Regions from separate parts of the Mus musculus genome. Here regions 1, 3, 4, 5, 6 and 7 are each linked to region 2. The links are chromatin contacts, called in public HiChIP or PLAC-seq and promoter capture Hi-C maps. All regions are on one chromosome and are shown on one strand. The core of a region is the stretch at or near the end of the contact, and the rest is flanking DNA. Distances in the headings are between cores, read along the strand shown. Region 1 holds the start of Rsbn1l (round spermatid basic protein 1-like). Region 2 holds the start of Pmpcb (peptidase (mitochondrial processing) beta). Region 3 overlaps Phtf2 (putative homeodomain transcription factor 2). Region 4 overlaps Ptpn12 (protein tyrosine phosphatase, non-receptor type 12). Region 5 holds the start of Orc5 (origin recognition complex, subunit 5). Region 6 holds the start of Ptpn12 (protein tyrosine phosphatase, non-receptor type 12). Region 7 overlaps Rsbn1l (round spermatid basic protein 1-like).

What was found. Promoter capture Hi-C pulls out the DNA fragments that hold promoters and counts their contacts. HiChIP or PLAC-seq counts read pairs in DNA pulled down with a chosen protein or histone mark.
Region 1: a contact with region 2 is called in an H3K27ac HiChIP or PLAC-seq map of extraembryonic endoderm stem cells, with 12 times the contacts expected there. The contact joins the promoter of Rsbn1l here to the promoter of Pmpcb in region 2. A contact is called at or near these places in 14 of 39 promoter capture datasets (the 3T3-L1 cell line, 3T3-L1-derived adipocytes, the C10 cell line and 8 more), 1 of 15 datasets of contacts at CTCF or cohesin (large pre-B cells), 1 of 484 Hi-C or Micro-C datasets (Sertoli cells), 8 of 115 datasets of contacts at active chromatin or transcription factors (the 230-238 cell line, astrocytes, embryonic stem cells and 5 more) and 1 of 9 other capture datasets (adipose tissue).
Region 3: a contact with region 2 is called in an H3K27ac HiChIP or PLAC-seq map of large pre-B cells, with 3 times the contacts expected there. The contact joins the enhancer-like site here to the promoter of Pmpcb in region 2. A contact is called at or near these places in 2 of 39 promoter capture datasets (both in the C10 cell line), 1 of 15 datasets of contacts at CTCF or cohesin (large pre-B cells), 1 of 115 datasets of contacts at active chromatin or transcription factors (large pre-B cells) and 2 of 9 other capture datasets (adipose tissue and liver).
Region 4: a contact with region 2 is called in a promoter capture Hi-C map of the C10 cell line, with 4 times the contacts expected there. The contact joins the enhancer-like site here to the promoter of Pmpcb in region 2. A contact is called at or near these places in 8 of 39 promoter capture datasets (the 3T3-L1 cell line, the C10 cell line, the HPC-7 cell line and 4 more), 1 of 115 datasets of contacts at active chromatin or transcription factors (embryonic stem cells) and 1 of 9 other capture datasets (liver).
Region 5: a contact with region 2 is called in a promoter capture Hi-C map of pre-B cells, with 10 times the contacts expected there. The contact joins the promoter of Orc5 here to the promoter of Pmpcb in region 2. A contact is called at or near these places in 14 of 39 promoter capture datasets (3T3-L1-derived adipocytes, the C10 cell line, the HPC-7 cell line and 11 more), 1 of 484 Hi-C or Micro-C datasets (pre-B cells), 7 of 115 datasets of contacts at active chromatin or transcription factors (craniofacial prominence, embryonic forebrain, embryonic stem cells and 2 more) and 2 of 9 other capture datasets (adipose tissue and embryonic tail).
Region 6: an H3K27ac HiChIP or PLAC-seq map of extraembryonic endoderm stem cells shows a contact between it and region 2, with 4 times the contacts expected there. The contact joins the promoter of Ptpn12 here to the promoter of Pmpcb in region 2. A contact is called at or near these places in 6 of 39 promoter capture datasets (the 3T3-L1 cell line, the HPC-7 cell line, embryonic stem cells and 3 more), 1 of 15 datasets of contacts at CTCF or cohesin (the NIH/3T3 cell line), 1 of 484 Hi-C or Micro-C datasets (CD4 T cells), 6 of 115 datasets of contacts at active chromatin or transcription factors (astrocytes, bone marrow-derived macrophages, embryonic stem cells and 2 more) and 2 of 9 other capture datasets (adipose tissue and liver).
Region 7: a contact with region 2 is called in an HNF4G HiChIP or PLAC-seq map of pancreatic cancer cells. The contact joins the enhancer-like site here to the promoter of Pmpcb in region 2. A contact is called at or near these places in 9 of 39 promoter capture datasets (the 3T3-L1 cell line, 3T3-L1-derived adipocytes, the C10 cell line and 5 more), 1 of 484 Hi-C or Micro-C datasets (pro-B cells), 5 of 115 datasets of contacts at active chromatin or transcription factors (astrocytes, embryonic stem cells, kidney and 2 more) and 3 of 9 other capture datasets (embryonic stem cells, embryonic tail and liver).

Annotation. Positions count from the first base shown.
Region 1 is chr5:20,950,373-20,953,072 of GRCm38.p6, forward strand. It overlaps Rsbn1l (round spermatid basic protein 1-like), which reads right to left and starts at 1,450. Exons shown (of 8, transcript NM_001080977.1): 1 at 885-1,450. The coding sequence starts at 1,413. A630072M18Rik (RIKEN cDNA A630072M18 gene) reads left to right here and starts at 617. Exons shown (of 1, transcript NR_030699.1): 1 at 617-2,700.
Region 2 is chr5:21,735,876-21,738,575 of GRCm38.p6, forward strand. It overlaps Pmpcb (peptidase (mitochondrial processing) beta), which reads left to right and starts at 1,285. Exons shown (of 13, transcript NM_028431.2): 1 at 1,285-1,401. The coding sequence starts at 1,303.
Region 3 is chr5:20,863,366-20,866,065 of GRCm38.p6, forward strand. The region is part of intron 1 of Phtf2 (putative homeodomain transcription factor 2); the gene reads right to left. Among named protein-coding and RNA genes, the nearest start is that of Phtf2, 17 kb to the right of the region's middle. Within about 2 kb of position 1,401, at least 54 of the 459 cell types and tissues checked have an H3K27ac peak or open chromatin away from gene starts, as enhancers often do. A contact at or near this core is called in liver, where this site is marked.
Region 4 is chr5:21,004,606-21,007,305 of GRCm38.p6, forward strand. Ptpn12 (protein tyrosine phosphatase, non-receptor type 12) reads right to left here. Exons shown (of 18, transcript NM_011203.3): 9 at 744-810. Among named protein-coding and RNA genes, the nearest start is that of Ptpn12, 50 kb to the right of the region's middle. Within about 2 kb of position 1,301, at least 11 of the 459 cell types and tissues checked have an H3K27ac peak or open chromatin away from gene starts, as enhancers often do.
Region 5 is chr5:22,548,989-22,551,688 of GRCm38.p6, forward strand. It overlaps Orc5 (origin recognition complex, subunit 5), which reads right to left and starts at 1,350. Exons shown (of 14, transcript NM_011959.3): 1 at 1,204-1,350. The coding sequence starts at 1,275. It overlaps 6030443J06Rik (RIKEN cDNA 6030443J06 gene), which reads left to right and starts at 1,425. Exons shown (of 3, transcript NR_102315.1): 1 at 1,425-1,484.
Region 6 is chr5:21,054,506-21,057,205 of GRCm38.p6, forward strand. Ptpn12 (protein tyrosine phosphatase, non-receptor type 12) reads right to left here and starts at 1,406. Exons shown (of 18, transcript NM_011203.3): 1 at 1,144-1,406. The coding sequence starts at 1,242. Gm42221 (a long non-coding RNA gene) reads left to right here and starts at 1,562. Exons shown (of 4, transcript XR_880864.3): 1 at 1,562-1,966.
Region 7 is chr5:20,924,251-20,926,950 of GRCm38.p6, forward strand. All of the region lies in intron 2 of Rsbn1l (round spermatid basic protein 1-like), which reads right to left. Among named protein-coding and RNA genes, the nearest start is that of A630072M18Rik, 25 kb to the right of the region's middle. Within about 2 kb of position 1,386, at least 20 of the 459 cell types and tissues checked have an H3K27ac peak or open chromatin away from gene starts, as enhancers often do. A contact at or near this core is called in pancreatic cancer cells, where this site is marked.

The DNA of each region.
Region 1 (2,700 bases), core at 200-2,699, 790 kb before region 2:
ACGGAATACTTCACAACAATGTGTGACAATGACAACGTATATTTATATAACCTCGTGATCACCTAAAGATCTACTTTCCAACCCATATCCACTTTGTATTAGTCAGATCTCTACATATCCACAGATGACTAGAATGACCCCTCATTTTAAAGAAAATACGGAAAACTCTGCTAGCTTACATTACAAAAGAAAACTGAAAAACAGTTGGGAATTCCCCCCCCCCACCCCACCCCACCCCCGGCAGAAACACTCTGAAGCCACTTGATCTGGCCAAAAGACGTCAAAACATCCGATTTTATCATTTGCTGAACGAGAAAGAAAGAAGAAAAAAAAAAAAAAAGAATATGGCTGAAAGCTTCTGAAGGGTAGTATTTAAAACAGGACCACGCAAAACACTTTAACAATATGGAATGTGGGCACCTCAGAAACCGCACACTTGGTGCCCTGCGCACGACCTCATCTCCCTAGTAGGGATGAAACATCCTGGTCCCCGTGGTCCCTGGGAGCTTCCAGCTTCCGCCAATACACCCGACCACCCACTTTTTTTTTTTTTTTTTTTTGGACAGGATATTCTGGCGTTGGAAGCTGCGTCGCAAACATGAATTTCCTGCGATCCAGTCCGATCCCTTTCGTAATCTTTAAAAGACCTGTTCTCTTCTGCCTCCCCAGCCAAAAACACACCGGGGAGCGGGGTCCTCTAGACCCACTCCTTCACGCGCGTCCTGCTGCGCGTTAACTGGAAGGCGAAACCGACACCGAAAACCAGGAGTTTCAGCCATCCCCCCGGTCGGCGACCGAAACTCCAGGCTCCATTTACTTCTGGCCCCGCGGAAGGCTGCAGCCCCGCCGGCCGCCGGCGCTCCCCTCCCCCGCGCGGCACCCACCTCGCGGCAGCGGCTTCGCCTCGCCGTTCTCATCCCGGGCGGCGGCGCCGAGGCCGTGCTGCCTCCGCTTCTCCTTCTCGCGCTTCTCCTTGGGTCTGCGCGGCTTGGCGGCGGCCGGCGGAGCGACGGGCGGGAGCAGGACGCGGTGAGGCTGAGCGTGCAGCAGCGAGGGAGTGACCAGCAGTTTGCGCGGCAGCGGCTGAGACGAGGAAGCGGAGGCTGAGGAGACGCTCGGGCTGGCGGAGAAAGAGTAACAGCTCCGAGAGGTGGACGAGGAGGAGGCGGCGGGCCGAGCCGCGAAGCTCCACGCCGCCGGGCTGCCGAAGCTCTGGGGCTGCAGCTGCCCGCCGTTCCCGCCGCTGCCCCCCTCCCCGTTCACTCTCCGCGGCGCCTTCTTCTCCTCGGTGCGAACCTTCTTGGCAGACATAGAGCCCGGCGGCTCCCGCGAGGAAGGCTGTACTTTGCCAGATGCTTCCTTCTCAGAGAGGAGAGCCACGGCGCCGCGAGCTGGGTTCGGCGGTTCCGCCATTTTGCGCTCCTGTTGTATTTACTCTCCGCCGCTCCCCGGAGCGGGGGCGCGGGGCGGGGTGCCTAGGTCCAGGCCGAGCTCCCATTGGGCGCGCTAAACTGAGAGATCCCGGAACAAACCAATCAAAGACGCGGACAGAAGCCGTCGGGGTGGGGTCACCGAGCGGACCTTCATTTGGAGGTCAGAGGTCTTTTCGGCGCGGCTGATGGAGAGCTCGCTGAGAAGGGAGGATCTCCCGACCGTCGCTCGGGAGCCCCGAATCTGCCCGGACCGAGGTAGCGCTGCCGTTCGCTCAAAGACTTTGCCTTGTTTGTACCGCTCTCTCTTTTTACCTTGAGGTGGCTTGGGTCCCTTCTGCAGGTTCTGAAAAACGAGTTCTGGGTTGCTCGTCTCGGAGAAAATTTGTCGAGAGTCCGATCAGCAAAGGCAGAAATGGTGAAAAGTTGCCTTATTTTAACTAAGGTCGTAAAAGTTCGTACTTTAAAAGAGAGTTTTCTGCAGAGCTGGAACTTGGATCACTTCCGATCGTGAAGATAAAAATCACCCACCGTTTGGAGGCTTTAAATTGAGCTTGAGTGCTAAAGGTTTTCACTTTAATTATTCTTTAAACGACACCAGGAAAAAGCCACTAGCGGTGTTTGTAAATGTTTGAAAATGCAGTTAGAGTTCTGTATTTCAGAGTCAGCGCTATGAAACTTCGCCAAGCATGTACCTTGATTTTTATCTCAAAAGATAAGGAATTTGGGGGAATGGGTTACAACACAGTTCAAGCTTTAGACAAGAGCATGCCTTAAAGTCTTAGATCTTTTGTGAGATTAGAATGTAAAGATAACACATGATCATATTAGCTCAGCAAGAAAAAGGAGTTTTCTGATCCCCTAAGAGGGACATTAGCAGTTACTTTCCGCAGCTAACAGTTGCCTTTCAGGAAACTGCAATGGTCTGTTGTTACTCCTCTTTTACTCCAAACCCACTTCTTTAGGACTCGGTGAGGGGAACACATCAAAATCTAACGCTGTTTGTAAATACATTTTTCTTTTTTTGGTTGGTTGGTTGGTTCGTTTGTTTTTTGAGTCATAGTCTTCCAATATTGTCCTGGCTGTCCTGTAAACCAGCCTGGCCTCGAACTCAAATCTTCCTGCATTTGCCCAACTCCCTTTCCCCCAGTGCTGGAATTAAAGAAAGGTGTGTACCACTGCATCTGTCCTCATTGTTTTTAGTTTTTAGAAGTAAATTGTTAATATATAGAGTATTCCCTGAAGCTAGACCCAGAGAGACAAATTTTGC
Region 2 (2,700 bases), core at 35-2,534:
AGAGGCAGGAACCAAAGGTGACATGGAGTTCCTGGTTTGGACGTTTGACTGGTTGTCACCATTACAGCTACAAACTGACAATGAGGCGCCCAAGGGATTTTCCTGTCTTTTTGGCTTTTCGAGACAGGGTTTCTCTGTGTAGCCCTGGCTGTCCTGGAACTCACTTTGTAGACCAGGCTGGCCTTGAACTCTGAAATCCGCCTGCCTCTGCCTCCCGAGTGCTGGGATTAAAGGCGTGCGCCACCACGCCCGGCCCGGATTTTCCTGTCTTGTTGTTAAATGGTGAATAGTTAAAAGAGGAGGCTGGGTGGGAAAAGGATACCTGAACGATAATGTAAATTAGGTATTAGGCAACAAGGGGTCAAGTTAGACAGAACTCCAACTTCTAAAGTTACAGCGCACACTCTTTAGTGTTAAACAGCCTGTTAGGCAGCCAATACCTCAGTTCCCACTGTAAAATTAGCAAAGTAATAGTCGCTTCCTCACAGAAAAGAGCTTGCTAGGGGCTTGCAGGCAGCTCAGCGGGTAAAGTCACTTGCAGTGCAAGCCTGTCCACCTGAGTTCCACCCCCAGAATTCATGCAAAGGTAGAAGGGGCAACTGATTGCATAAAGTTGTCTTCTGACCTCCACAAGCTTGGAGTGGCATGCACCCACCCCCTCCCCATAATAAGTTAAATAAAAAGCTTTAATTTTAAAAAGTGCTTGCTATTTTCGTTAAGCCTCAAACCCTGGGACAATTGGCTAAAGTGGCTATTTGACAAATTTTAGTTTCATTAGAGTGTATGTGGATAAAGAGGCACCCAGGAACGGGTAAGAGCAGTTTGTTTTGGCAGAGCCCTAAGACGTGGAAGTAAATAACATTAAATCATGGTAACAGAATGTAAGATTATGTTTGTAAAGCGTCTGTCTTTTAGTAGCAATCTCGGCAAAGGTATTCCTATGGAATAGAATAAGCAACGCTATAAACATTAGAACAACGAAGACCAACATGATAGATCCTTCAATGTGTCTGTCCCTCCCGCACTGGATCTCTCTGATTAACTCCAACCGCCTGGGGATACATGTTCCGTTCACTTTGTCCCTTGTGTGTCTTGCACATCATTTCTACAGACCTGATTATTTGGAGCGAACTGGGGAGGGAGTCAAAGGGTGAAGGGATTGAGGGTTCTAAGCCCAGACACAGAATCAAAGGAATTTCAGAGACTGCAATTCCTGCTGCCGCCACAGGGTGGAGCCAGCCTCTAGTTCTGGGGCCTGGAGTCATGACCCGGAAGTACATCTCCACTTTCTCCACCGCAGAGATGGCGGCGGCCGCTCTATCCCGGACGCTGTTGCCAGAGGCCCGGCGGCGCCTGTGGGGATTTACACGAAGGCTTCCGCTTCGCCGCGCCGCTGCTCAGGTGAGTCTCGCTCCGCCGTGCCCCGGCGGCTCCCGGTGTGCTTTGGGCCGGGCCTCCGGATCCGCTATCCCGGGGCGCTGCGGCCGGGCGCAGAGGGGGCGGGGCGGCTGCTCCCCCTCCACGCCACCCGCGGGAGGTAAGAAAAGGAGCCGTGGACCCCCAAACCAGACAGCGCCATCCTCAGCCCATGGACACCCAAACCAGACAGCGTCAACCTCAGTTCATCCGAGTTTTATCCCAGCGTTTTCCTTATTTGAGAGTTGTCTTGCTCCAAAGGGATCTCTCTCTCTCTCTGTGTGTGTGTGTGTCTGTCTGTCTGTCTGTTAGTTTGCTATTACCAATGTTATTGTATGTCGGGCTGTTCTCTCTCGAGAAAAGGAAACTAGGACAAGCGCTTTATGAATTTGAAGTTGGGTTTGCTTTTGGTTTTGATATTTTGAGACATCGTTGTTACACAGGGTTTCTCTGTGTAACATCTCTGGCTGTCCTGGATCTTGCCCTGTAGATCGGGCTGGCCTCAGATCCGCCTGCCCCTACACAGTAGGGCACAGTCAGGTCATGGTGTATTATTTGATCAGGGAGCAGAAAGCCTTTGGGTCACAGAAGCAGGACAGTGCGGGCTCGTACACATTTCTTAAGTACCTGTGGCTGTGGCTGTGAAGAAACCACGACCATGGCAACTCTTATAAAGGAAGACACATTAGCTGGGGCTGCTTACAGTTCAGAGGTTTCGTCCATCATCATCAGAGCAGGAAGCATGGCAGAGTGCTGGCAGACGTGGTGGAGAAGGAGCCAAGAGTTCTACATCTGGGTTGGCAAGAGATAGACACAGACAGACAGACAGACAGATAATGGACCTGGCTTGAGCATTTTAAACCCTATAACCCACCCCAGTGGCACACTTCCTCCAACCTTCTAGTAGTCTCTCTCTCTGATGACTAAGTGTTCAAATCTGTGAGCCTCTGTGGTCCATTCCTATTCAAACCACCACTGTGTCTGGCGGTTAGGTCAGTCTCAGGTTTTTGGGTCAGGGTTTAGGAAATACGTTTTTCTCATTTCAATATGAAAACATGAAAAAGCTGCTGAAGCGTCTGTAGTCAAACCAGTTGGCCCGAGAGCCTCTGAAGCATCTGTCCTGTTTCTGTCTGTCCTTTGTGAACAGGAGCATCCCGTCTGTCTCACTTCTACACAGTCAGTTTTGTATTGTTATTTCAGTTTCTTGACTTTTTGTCCTTAGTGAATATGAAGCATCTGTAGGAGAGGTAGCTGAATCAGGGTGCTTGTTGAAGGGTAATGTGC
Region 3 (2,700 bases), core at 151-2,650, 870 kb before region 2:
TATGCATGCTCTTCAAAGTAACTTTTTATATTTGAGGGTTTCTTAATTTCAGCATGTTCTCAAAAATCCCCTACAATTCTTACTGTTCTTTGATGCATTTTGTTTTAAAGGCCTAAAATATCCATTAAATACCCAATTACAGTGTATATGATTAAGCATTTTGTGTTTTGATTGATGTGATTCATGGAAAACTCAATTATGAGATGTGATCCACTTTAAATGGTTTAACTACCTTATTTACCCACAAAAAAGTTCTATCATCAACCAAGCAAGCTTGATCCAAATCTACACATGATCTTACTGCTACCAACAAAAGCATTAACCAAATAAGCATTCCATGTGATTTTTCCATACTGTCAACAGAACTTCAACATTTTATTTAAATTTGGTTGCATTTAGAGATCAAAAATTACTGACCACACATTATGATCAAAATGCTTGGATAAACAAGAGTAGTACATAGTATACTCAGGTTTTAGTTAATAAGATTAAAAATGGGAGGGATGAAAGGTGGGTACAGTAGCTAGGAAAGTGTGATGGTTTGTATACGCTTGGCCCAGGGAGTTGCTCTATTAGGAAGTGTAGCCTTGTTGGAGTAGGTGTGTCATTTTGAGTGTGGGCTTTAAGACTCTCATCCTAGCTACATGGAAGCCAGTATTCTGCTAGCAGCCTACAGATGAAGATGTAGAACTCTCAGTTCCTCCTGTACCATGTCTGCCTGGATGCTCCCACCTTGGTGATAATGGACTGAACCTCTGAACCTGTAAGCCAGCCCCAATTAAATGTTGTCCTTACAAGAGTTGCCTTGGTCATGCATGGTGTCTGTTCACGGCAGTAAAACCTTAAGAGAGAAGTACCAGGGATTGGGGTATTGCTGTGATAAACCTCACCATGTTTTTGTTTGGAAGAATTTGGGGACTTTGGAATTGGAAAGCCATGAAATGTTTTAAGTGGCGCTTAATGAGCTTAATGAGCTTAATGGAAGACTGTTGCTGTGAGTGATTTGAGCCATGTTTCAGCCCTAGCAAGCAGCAGAACTTTGGCAGCTTTGGCCATTTGTCTCTGGCTAAATATTAGTCAAGAGAAGGAGACTACTGGGACAATCGATGCTGGTTAGCTGGAGCTAAGAAATTAGCAGTTATTAAGAAGAGACCGGCAACACTGAGGTGAAATCTTCTGGGAAGTATTTTCTGAGAGCACAAAGAAGCTGTGTTCCAGAGATAGTCAAAATTAACAGGAAGGAAGGGAAGTACTTAGGGAGTGAATTGCTTGCCCAACTGTGCTGAAGTAAAAGGTGAGGTTCTAAGATTCTGTGGCTCGAGCCCACTGAGGTACAGTTTTTCTATGCAGGAGCAACACAGGAACTTCCCTTGACTGTTCTGCTGCCTGCTTCCTCTGAGAATACTTACAGTTTCTTTTTGATTTACATTTCCTTAGTGTCATGGGACTAGAACTAACTGGAGCCTATCCACATGGCTCACTTTTCTTGCTCATTACTTTTGAAGTGTTTAGCATCACTGTAGATCACTGTCTCTCTCCATCCAGCCCTAGTCTTTCTCAACCCCTCACCATCTTCCAACATGCATTTCCCCCTTTGGTTTTACGGTAAGAAAATTCTGTGATCTTCTTTAGCATTTATTTAGAAATCCCTTCATTTTATTGTTAAGGTTTTTCACCTTTATTTTTGAAACAGTTCAGGTTACAGGCTGTTCTCAGTTTACTATGAAGATGACGATGACCTTGAACTTCTGATTGGCCTCCTCCGATGCTGGCATTAAGGAGATGCACCACCACACCCAGTTTGTATGAGGCTACAGCTCTTCCTAGGGCTAAGTGGTACCTCTTCAACCCATCTGTATTTACTTCTTGACATCTTTTTTTTTTCAATAAATATTTTATGCTACTGGCACAACTAAAGACAGTATAAACATTCTAAGACAGAATTATAAATTAGCAGCAGCTGTGCTTTGACTTCCGCTGTTTCTACCAGAAGGAAGTAAGTAAAAGACACAGGGTTTCCATTCTTGCTATAAATTCAAGACACTAAACAGCAACTACAGGGCTGTACATTAAGCGCTTGTGTAAAAATATTGTATAACACTTCAAAACCCTCCTCATTACTGTTTATTCTTGCTGCTTCTGCCAGTTCTGTGTGACACATAGGAACCAGTCAGCAAATATGAAAGCATACAGTACACTACCAACTCACCACACATCCAGCTACCACATGTCCTCCTGGCACATGCCCACATTCTCTAATTCCAGGACTACTCAGATTAATTTCTTATTTCTTCCTTTTCAGTATTAAAAAACAAAACAAAACAAAACAAAAAAACCCAAAACAAAAATCCTGACTTCATCACTTTAAAACCTCTAGGGATTCTGAGTGCCTGAAAGAAGAAGAAAAGTTTCCTCCGCTAGAAACATAAGGTCTTTCTTCTACAAACTGCCCATAGATCTATTGTAAACTCAGCACAACCACCTACCTCCTCATCTGCCAACTCACATGCATATTCTACACACATATAACATACACTACCATGCTTGCCTTCTAACCCTAATAGTTCATCTACCTAACAGCTTTTTCCTCCTCATCTATTTGACACATTCCTTTCAGATTCATCTTGGCCCAGATCATTCATTAACCTCTGAAAATATGATCAATAATGTTCCAATAATTGTATTACTACAAGAGTAATT
Region 4 (2,700 bases), core at 51-2,550, 730 kb before region 2:
TCATATTAGAAAAAGATTAGTCTTAGGGGAATATAAAAATGAAGTTTTATCCCAGAGAGATTATTTAAGAATTATTTAAAACTTGCTCTTGCCTTGGGGGGGTGGGGAGGGAGAGGAGACTTGGACAGATGGACAGCAATGGTAGGGGGAAAAAGATGATGTAAAAGGAAAACTAAGCATTGAACCTATTTTTTTTTTAACAAAATGCTGACTGACATATTCATAGCAAATTTCAAGCTATGAAAGATAAAGTTTGCCTATAACACAGAGAAAATGAACATAGTATAGAACTAGCAAAAGAAACATATACAAGAAACATACACATACACATTCAGAGAAGGGACTCTGATCCTTGTGTCTTCCACAGTTTCAAACACAATTTAATGGAAATAACAGGTAGAAACTACAATGCTGACAGCAACTGTCACAACTAAAATGCCATGGGTAGTGAACTACAAGCCCAGAATTGATTCTAGGCACTTTGGCCCTGGGGTCAGCACTCTTAAACACTACACATGAAAGAATTCACTCAGTGGAAAACAAACCCCACCCTGGTTTGCAGTTCATAGTTTCAAGGCAGCTGTAACATTTACACTTACCCACATTGCTCTTTATATGGTAAGACTAATTCTAGAAATATAGTATATCTAAAAAACCAAAACAAACCAAAAACCAAAAAACCTACACTATAAATTTAACATAACAATAAACTGAATATGATACTATATAAAAGGCATTCTTACCCCTGCTTTCAGTAAGTTCCACGTGTAATCTATGGCACAAATAGCACCTGTTCGTCCACAGCCTGCACTAAGGGAACAAAGTTTGAGAAAAAAAATTTGTTGTTTTTTTCTTTAAATAAAAGGTATGCTAATTATACCCCAATAAGAAATTTGATACAATTCTACATAGTAAATCAAATACAAATTAGAGTACAGTACCATCCTTAACATTAATATTTGATATTTAAAAATGTAATTCAGCAATTTATAAAAGTAAGTGCCTCACAAAGAACCTGTAAACCCTTACCCCCATAAGTCTAATTCTCGCCAGTAACCCCCTGTAGAGATAAAATTATTCTCAATAGTTATAAGCATAATAGAATGCTCACAATGGCTTTACTGTTTTGGTCAAGAAGACCCAGTAAATTGTAGTAGGTATGGGAGAGAAAGCCTCAAGTGTAGGATCAGTTCAGAGAAGCAGCAGTGACCTTAGTGACCCAAGTCCATACACAAAGGCAGCTGACAAACCCGGGCTGGGCTCCAGCAGAACACGCTGAAGCTACACTGTTTTTACAACGACTTTAATTAAATGGAAGGAAGCATTCTTGTGAAGTATGCTCGCTCTAGAGCTGGGTGTGGGAGGCCTGCCTATGGTGACGAGCACTTCAGAGACTGAGGCATGAGTACTTGAGGTCCCAGCCAGCTGGGGATAGGTTTTAAGATCCCAACAAACACACTTTATATTAAATGGGTACGTTTTCTTTCCTTTTGTAGATGTGCTTTTAAGTTACTTCAGTTAACACACTGTCTTCTAACAGCATTAAATCATCATTTTTCCCCCATACATGGTTTCTCTGTGTAGCAAGCCCTGGCTGTCCTGGAACTCTTTCTGTAGTCTATCTAGGCTAGCCTCAAAACTCAGAGATCCATCCTCCTCTGCCTCCCAAGTGTTGGGGTTAAAGGTGTGCACCACCATCACCACCCTGTAAATAATTTTTAAAACTAGAAAAACCCTACTGAAATAGACTTATGAATTATAGTTATTGGCTGAATAACAGGATGGAACAGGAAATAATTTCAAACAAGTTGTTAAAAAAAATCAAGTTAAACCATTTCTTTATCTTTCAATATCAGAACAAAAGCTTTCTTTTTTGACCACCATTAATTAACTATGAAAAGATTGTTTTAATCTAGTAATTTGTTAGATGGTTTCTGTATATCTACCAGCAAACCAATTCTCCTGGAGGCAGCTCTCTTTACTAATCAAAAGACACCAGTTAGGTAAGAAAAGTCAAAATTGAAATAAATCAACCTTTTAAAAAAGTAATTAACCAATAATCTCTCTTTTTTTTTTAAAGATTTATTTTTATTTATATGAGTACACCAGAAGAGAGCATCAGATCTCAATACAGGTGGTTGTGAGCCACCATGTGGTTGCTGGGAATTGAACTCATGTTGGTGTCCTACTCATAATGTTCCTGCTTCAGTTTCCAGAATGCTGGGATTACAGGCATAACTACCGTGCTGTGTTTTCTTTATTTATTTCTTATAGTAAAATTCAATTACAGATACAAATAGTTTAGCAGGACAAATTTAGTGTGATTTTTGAGAAACTCTGATTCTAAGGTCTTTTGAAATATCAAGATAGAAAATAGAAAAACTGCCTAAGGAATCAAGTAAATTTTATACTACTTGGAAACATACATATTTATCTAGTGAAATTCTAAAATTAGGTTTTGAAATATCTTATACATTACTGTACAATATAACCATGATTATACTGTAAACTACTGTGAACCTTCTATTTTTATGATTGATTCAACATTTATTCTTTTAAAAGTTGTATTCTCCCTAACATTTTTCTATACACTATAAATGTAGACCTTAAGCATGGATGAGGTGGTTTAGATGAGTAATGTCTTCCAGACTCACACATTTGAACACTTGGTCCCCAGTTGGTCCCCTTTAGGAGGTTGGT
Region 5 (2,700 bases), core at 100-2,599, 810 kb after region 2:
GGCACAGTGCCACACACAGAGCCAGTGCTCAGAAAATACACACTTGCTAAACATATAAATTAGTCTTCTACGAGCATAGCTAGCTCTTTTTTCTTCTGTAGCTATTTGCTATAGTGGTTCTTTGTATTTCCCACATGCAAACTTCCTTGAAGAAAAATATTGTTTTTGTTAGATGTAGTATTAAATAAGAGCAAAGGTGAAGCCTTTTCTGGGACCCACTGCTAAATCAGCCCTACCTATCTTATTTTGCTAATAAAGTATTCCTCAAAAAAAGAGGAGTACTTTTGGTTAGAATAATCTGGGTTTATCAAGTCCAATGAAGGAATGTACAGAGCATAAACAATTATACATTTCAATAATATAGGTAACTATAACTGAAAGCATTATAACTAGGAACTACAGATGCAGCTGACCTCTAGAATTGCTAACATGACGCCTTTTAGATGGAGGGAAGTACTTTTCCATGACTATTTCATCTGCCACCACAGACGCACTGGATCCGACACTCTGCTGGATGAAAGTACATTTCTAAAGGAAGACTAAATGGCTATTTGTATTTGCTCATCTCCCAGATAAGATCCAAGTGCAATCAATTCTAATTAATGAGCACAATGCAAGGCAACTGAGAGAAATGAATGTTACTTCAGCCTGTGTTCACTTCAGAGGCTAACCTCTCCCCTCTAAATCATCTCATCTGGTCGGCAGGGAGAGAAACCCAAGCGAGACTTCTCCTGGCTTTTATAATTCTAGAAAAGCTGAAGGATTTTAAAGGCTAAACCACAGCGTTACCCTAATTGGCCTTGAAGCCAATCACCTCTCTGTATTTGACCCAATCTATACCTCACTACAACGGGCGAACTGGCGTTTAGTAAACACTCTGCAAACAGACTTCCTACCCAAACCCTGTTCTGCAGCAACTTGCAGTAGCTATTTGGGGCTCACATAATCTCCAAAGTGTGGTCCAAGTAAAAGGAGCACTTCCTAGCCGACGTCCTGTAGAGCAGGCCAGCTCTTCCTCTGCAGTCTCCTTTAAAATAGACTGAGAAGTTTCTTTGGGTAAGTGTGGGGCAGTCATACCGCACCTCCATCTTAACATAAGGGGGATAGCCTACCGCCTCGCAATCCACACAGTACTCCCCCCAAACGGAACGGATCCAGGACGCATTCGCCTCTGGCATTTGGGAAGCAGTCTGACTACAATACCTCTCCAAACAGGGACTGCAAAGTGGACACTTGGGCCTCTCGACAGAGGACCATGCTCTCCAAGTGAGACATTTTGGCGGGCACCACCTGATACTGCAGAGCAGTTGGCCTCCGGTCAGCCCTGCGCCACTCAGGCGTGGTTCACGTAGAACAACCGCAAGCTTTCCGGCCGGAAGCCTGGGCTGGGGGCGGAGCCAGCGCGGTCGAGTGACGTCAGGGAGCCGCGCGACAACGTGGGCCGCTCTAGTCTCCAGGCGGCGGTGCTCAGTGGTCGGTTACTGGTAAGTGGTTATCGCTTCCCACTCTGGCCTGAGCTTTCCAGCCTGAAACCCTTACACAAGCTGAAGGGCGACCTGGGGGCACCTCACCGCCCACCTTCTGTGTCTTCAGTTCCCTCCAGAAAGCCGCACACATAAAAGTACCGACAGAAACGAGTATTCTTTAAAAAAAAATTGGTTTTCCTCTGGCAAGAAAGTGGACAATGGGAACTCTGTGGAACTAACTAAATAAAATCATTTGTTTGTCTTTGCAAGCTTGAAACTAGATGTGGAAGTATTCGAGTGTTAGTGAGGGTAATCAGTAAAATTAACGTTGTCCTTGCACATTTATAGGACACCTGGAAGAAGAAAAGCCTTGAAATGAAAGAATGTATAGGAATAAGAAAATTCGTGTCCAAAGAGAGGGCTTTGGGTCCTGAAAAAAAAATTTGGTCTGGAAACATTGACTCAACTTTTTCTGAATTTTGAGATGTTGGGAGAATCTTTGAACCGTTTATTTATAAACTTCCTTATATAGAACATAAGGACTATAGTAGAGTATTTTTAAGAATAAAAGATAATGTACGCAGTGTCTGCTACACATAGATTTCATAAACAGTGCAAAAAGACAAGGAAAACACGGCACCCATATTAGAAAGAGGCCCATTATGTATTATTGAACAATACAACTGCCTGTGGAGGAAATCTAATTACCACACACACACACACACACTTTGGTTCCAAAGTGGTTGTACAAGTTTGAATTACTACCTGCAATGAAGAAGTATTCCCCTTACTCCACAGCCTCTACCATAAGTAGTTAGTGACAATCCTTTCCCAATCTGTAGGCTGCTGTTTGGTCCTGTTGATAGAGCCCTTTGCCTTACAGAAGCTTTTCAGTTTCATGAGGTCCCATTTATCAATATTTGATCTTAGAGCCTGAGCCACTGGTGTTCTATTCAGGACATTTTCCCTATGCCAGCGTGTTCATGGCTCTTCCCCACTTTCTCTTCTATTAGACTCAATGTATCCGGTTTTATGTTGAGATCCTTGATCCACTTGGACTTGAGGTTTGTGCAAGATGATAAATATGGATCTATTTTCATTCTTCTACATACAGACTGCCAGTTAGACCAGCACCATTTATTGAAGGTGCTTGCTTTCTTTCTTTCTTTCTTTCTTTCTTTCTTTCTTTCTTTCTTTCTTTCTTTCTTTCTTTTTCACTGTATAATTTTGGCTT
Region 6 (2,700 bases), core at 156-2,655, 680 kb before region 2:
CCCATTTCCTTTTCCATTCCCCAGACCTCCAGGGTTTACAACGCCCCAGTCTTGCGCAACATCCGTAGGAGCAGCAGCCGCAACCACCGCCTCCAAAGCCGGGAAACAACCCTAGAGGGAACATTGTCCAACAGAAAAATAAAAGGAGCGAGGAGGGGGTAATGTAGGAAGTCAGCTTCTGGTCCCACGCCTTCGGAATTGATACCCTCTCTCCAATTATGCACCTAGAGAAATTTCACATACTAGACTTTTAACCCCCACCTCCACTCACTCAAGCCTGCCTACACAAGCAGAGGGCGGAAAGGGGGGTGGCGGAAAAGGGGGGACGGGAAGGTTATCTCCCAGGGCTTCAGCCCATATAGTCGCCTCCACCCTACCATGACTATTGTTCCCAGCTTCCCCACCCCCACCCCGGATAGGAAGTGATAGTCACATCCCCTCCGGCTTCGGCAATATCCCCTCAAGTCCGGAGTGAGCTTCCTTCAGGATAACCCCCATCCACACTGATATCCCCCTCCCTTTTCGATCTAAAGTCACACTGGCCTCACAGCCACCTCAAACCTGGGTCTCAGGACGAAAAGAAACCTGACCAGATAAATGGAGATCAGGTAAACCATGAGATTCCTTATGGTCAAGCCTCTGGCAAGCGCTGAGCTAATAACTGTGAACCCAGACACGGAGTCGTCCTGCCGTCCACTCGGACCAAGGCCGGCATCCGTACAGGGACCCAGCGAGTTAATGCTCTACACCCTCGCTCTCCGGCAGCCTCGAGCCGCTCCGCTGGCCGCAGCCAGACAGCTCGCCTCGACCCTCCCCGGAGGGGCAGGCGGGGAAGGCAGGCGTGGGAAGGCGAGCCCGCACTCCAGCCGCCGCCGCCCGGCCGGGGAGACAATAGGTAGTCGCGGGCGGCGGGGCCGGAGCGGGCTGGGCCGGGGAGCGCAGGTAGCGGCCGCGGAAAAGAGAGGCTGAGGGGCGGGGGTGACCTCGCCTCCCGCAAGCTCGCCGACGGCGCTCGCGGCTGGGCGCGCGCCCCGCGCCTGTCCTCGCACCGCACACAAAGCGCTGGCAGCCCCGACCGACCGGGAGAGGCGAGGGGAGCTCGGCGGCTGGCGACACGAGGCGCCGGCGAGAACGGACACTCACCATGAAGTCCCGGGCGAAGTTGTCCTCCCCATTGTGATCCGGACTCTTCATGGCCTGGACCCTCTGGATGAACCTCCTCAGGATCTCCACTTGCTCCATCCTCCCGCGTCCCCCCCGCCGCCCGCCCGCGCGCCGCAGCGCCCGCTCCGTCTTCCCCAGCTCGCTCCGGCCCGCCCTCCCTCCCCGCCGCGCCAGGCGGCTGCGGCTGCGGCGGCACCGGCCGGGCTCCCCGCGCAACTTAAAGAGCAGCGTCGCTTTCCCCTACTACGAGGCGAGCCGCGGGCTAGCGCCGGCCCCAACCCCCAGCCTGCCCCATCCTCCTTCCCCGCCCTCCTCAGTCCGAGACGCCGCCGCCTCAGGAACACGGCTCTCAGTTCGCCCTGCCCCCTTCCCGGTTCTGCCTCCCCCCCCACCCCCCACCAGCAGCCGCAGCCGCCTCTCCCCACGGGCGCGCCCCCGCCGCCACCCAGACGCGCGGGCTCGTACGGCGGCCCCGCCCCAGAGCGAAGACCCAGCCGCCCCCGCACGCCCGCCCGGGCCCGCCCCCGCCCGCTCTGAGTGGCTGGAAGCCGCTTCCGGGGCGTGGCCCTCTCCTAGGGCGCTCGCCGCTCGCTGCGGTGAGGCTGGCTTCTGGTGGACGTCCTACGTCTGGAAGCCCGGCCAAGCCCAGTGGGTCAGACAGTAAACTTCAGATGGGGCTTGCGGCCTCCGGGTTTGGCGGGGAGGGAAAGCTGATTCCAAAAGTGCTTCAGCGCTACTGCCGGCCGCGGGCTGGGACTACAAGACCCGCCTGCAGGAGTGCCCGGAGCAGGGTGGGACAGAGGTATGCTGGGAACTGTAGTAGAGCCTTCACCTTCGCTTTACGAATGCCTTGGTGAGGGTCTCCCAAGGCTTTGGCACTTTGGCTAGGAGAAGCCAATAGTTTCCAGAGTGAAAGGGTTTACTCTTCGCAATCTTTCTAATCCCAGTGAGGGAAAGCTCTTAATTCGTAATGCATCTTTCTCATTGCACCTTTTTTTGCCAAGAGGAAGACAATATTGCTTCCTATCTTTAAATTCTCACGGTTTCAGAGTTGAATGGGTGACATTCTTTCGTAGAATAGAATTTGTGACTCTTAGCAGACAGAGAGCGTGCTGATGCAATCTGTCCTTTCATAAATAGAAATGATTTGTCCAAAGTTCACCCCCCCAACATGTTCATGTGGAGTCAGAACTAAAACGCAGGTTCTTTTACTTTGACTCTAACTTTTACTTTTTCTCGAAAGGACGAGAGTTTGTAGTAGTACACAGTTGCACAACTGAGGGATTTGATCCATGGACTGACTTTGGTCACCTACACCCACAAACAAAAAACATGTTTTCACAGAACAGGCTGCCAGGAAATATGCTTAAGATAGGAAATATCAATGCAGGAAACATTTCCTAAACCGATATTTGGCCGCACTGTGAAATTTAATTAAAAAGAAAATCGAAGACAACACATGTGAGTAGCAATATACAGTTACACTTTAAAATAAAATACAGGAAATAATGCATCTGATATGTACCAACTCACTTC
Region 7 (2,700 bases), core at 136-2,635, 810 kb before region 2:
ATGTGGTTGCTGGGATTTGAACTCAGGACCTTCAGAAAAGCAGTCGGTGTTCTTAACCACTGAGCCATTTCTCCAGCCCATAAGTCTACTTTTTTAAGATTTATTGATTTCATATATATATAAATGAGTATTCTGCCAACATCTATATTATGTGCACACATGCATGCTTGGTTACCAAGGAAGTCAGAAGAAGGCATTTGGATCCCCTGGGACTAGAGTTACAGACAGTTGTGATTAATCATGCTGGAAACAGTTATTAGAACCCTCTAAAAGAACAGCAAGTGCTACTTTTGAGCCATCTCTCTAAACCCAGCACAGTAAAAGTTTTAAGGAAAACCCAAAGGAAATGAGATTCAGGTAGAAAAGATTTAGGAAGGTTTCTATTTTCAAATGTTTGTTACAACGTGTAACATTAAAGAAGAAACCTATAAGGAGAGAAGAAAAGATGGACACTAAAAAAAAAGAAAAAAAAGGAAAAACCACTCTGCATACAGAGTAGTAGGCGAGTACCACCCCTAACAAGCTGAGCAGTTTTCTGCTCCACCACAGCAATACCTGACTCCACCCCCTGGCCACATCCACACAGAGGTCAACAGAGAGTGCTTTTGCTGGATAATAAAAGCCGACACAGTACTTACAAAGGCAGAGTCCCTTTTCCAAATGAAGCATGTTTTTACTTGTATAGTTACCTATATACTATACACTGAGGAGGAAGGATAGTTTTGACTTTATTGCTTTTTAAACCCAAAATTATTCTTTTAAATGAAAGTTTCATATCTCCCTCCTGAGTGATTATACACTCCTCACTTTTACTTACATAATCTTCCCAGCAACATAAAGCGGTATAAATCATTACTTATCTCCACTACAGAAATGTTTCCTTCAAATGCCCTAGCCATTTAAAGGTTACAATTTCTTTTTTTGTTTTTAAGATTTATTTATTATTATATCTAAGTACACTGTAGCTGTCTTCAGACATTCTGGAAAAGGGTGTCAGATCTCATTACAGATGGCTGTGAGCCATCATATGGTGCTGAGATTTGAACTCAGGACCTTCGGAAGAGCAGTCTTAACTGCTGAGCCATTTCTCTAGTCCCCAAGGTTACAGTTTCTAAGCCTACCTCACTCTCTGTCTTCATCTTTCACCCTTACAGTTCAAAATGTCTAATTTTTCCATCTACTTCAAAGTCCCAGTTAATATTATATATTCCTAGAAAACCTTCAGTTCAGTAGGATATTTTCATGTATACACTCTCTAGAAATCTACGTGTCAGAACATATAGCTTAAGTATCCTGAGGCCACAGACTTTTTCCTCTAATAGCATAACTATGTGTCACTGCACACACAAATAAAGACAAGACAACTAATAGACTAAGCCGGCAGGGTCAGCTGAGTAAACCCACGGAGGGAGCATGAGTCACAGCTGCTTAAAGGCTAGCTGCAGCTCTCAAGTCCTGCCTGCCTGCCTGCCTGCCTGCCTGCCTGCCTGCCTGCCTGCCTGCCTGCCTGCCTGCCTGCCTGCCTGCCTGCCTGCCTGCCTGCCTGCCTGCCTGCCTGCCTGCCTCAGAGGCTTACAGTGTAACCTGAAGCACAGTGGAAGCACAGGTGGGAATACCTGCCGACTTCAATCCCGGCTACTGTACATACAGGGTGTGATGGTGCACACACACCTCAGCTCAGAAGACCTGAGCTCAGAGCCCAGCACCCACATGGCAGTTCACAGCTTCCTGTCACTCCAGTTACATGGGATCACACACTTTGTTCTGATCTCTACCAGCACTAGGCACAGGCACAGTATACATACATACATGAAACCGAAACACTCAAACACACAGAATAAATTAGAACAATTTTTTTTGAAAAAAAAATGAATAAAGAAAACAGCAGCCAGGCATGGAGGCACATGTCCTTAAATCCTAGCACTCTAGGGGCAGAGGAAGGCGTTCTACATGATTTGTAGACCAGCCTAGGCTAAAAGAGCTCATGGTCAGCCAAGACTACATAATGAGAGCCTGTCTCAATTTAAAAAACAAAAAGCAAAAAAACCTTAAATAAATAAAATTTTTAAAATAAATAAAAGTTACAAGACCACAGGGGCAAAAGAAACAAAAGGATTGAGAACATCAACCAAGAAGTCATCTACTAATAGGTGATATATTTCTTTTAAGGTGTAAAGAACGTTATAGAAAAGAAAACTCTAAGTATGCAGAATTGGCTCAGTGGTTAAAACATCTGCTGCTCTTCCAAAGGACCTACGTTCAGTTTCCAGCACCCACACTGATTGGCTCACAGCCACCTATAAACTCATCTGACAGACACCCTCTTCTGATTTCTGAAGGCACTACATATACACAGTATATACTCAGGCAACATACTAAAATAAACAAATCTCTGAGTGTAAAATTCTGACTTGTACAAAAGTTTATTATGTAAAGAAACAAAAAATATTTATAAATGTGACAAACAATGAAATAAAGATGGAGAGTTCACGTATACCATAAGTAACGTAAACTAGTTGCTATGTTTCATATCCGATATTGCAGGGTTTTTCCCCTTGTGAACATAAATGTTTATCCACACCCAAATTTACTGAAATAAATCCAAGTCAAAGGGTTGATTGATTAGATTAACCATCTAATTTAACAGGCCAGCCAATGGCTTCCCAGCTGCCTAATGAGAACATCACTGATTCAGACATT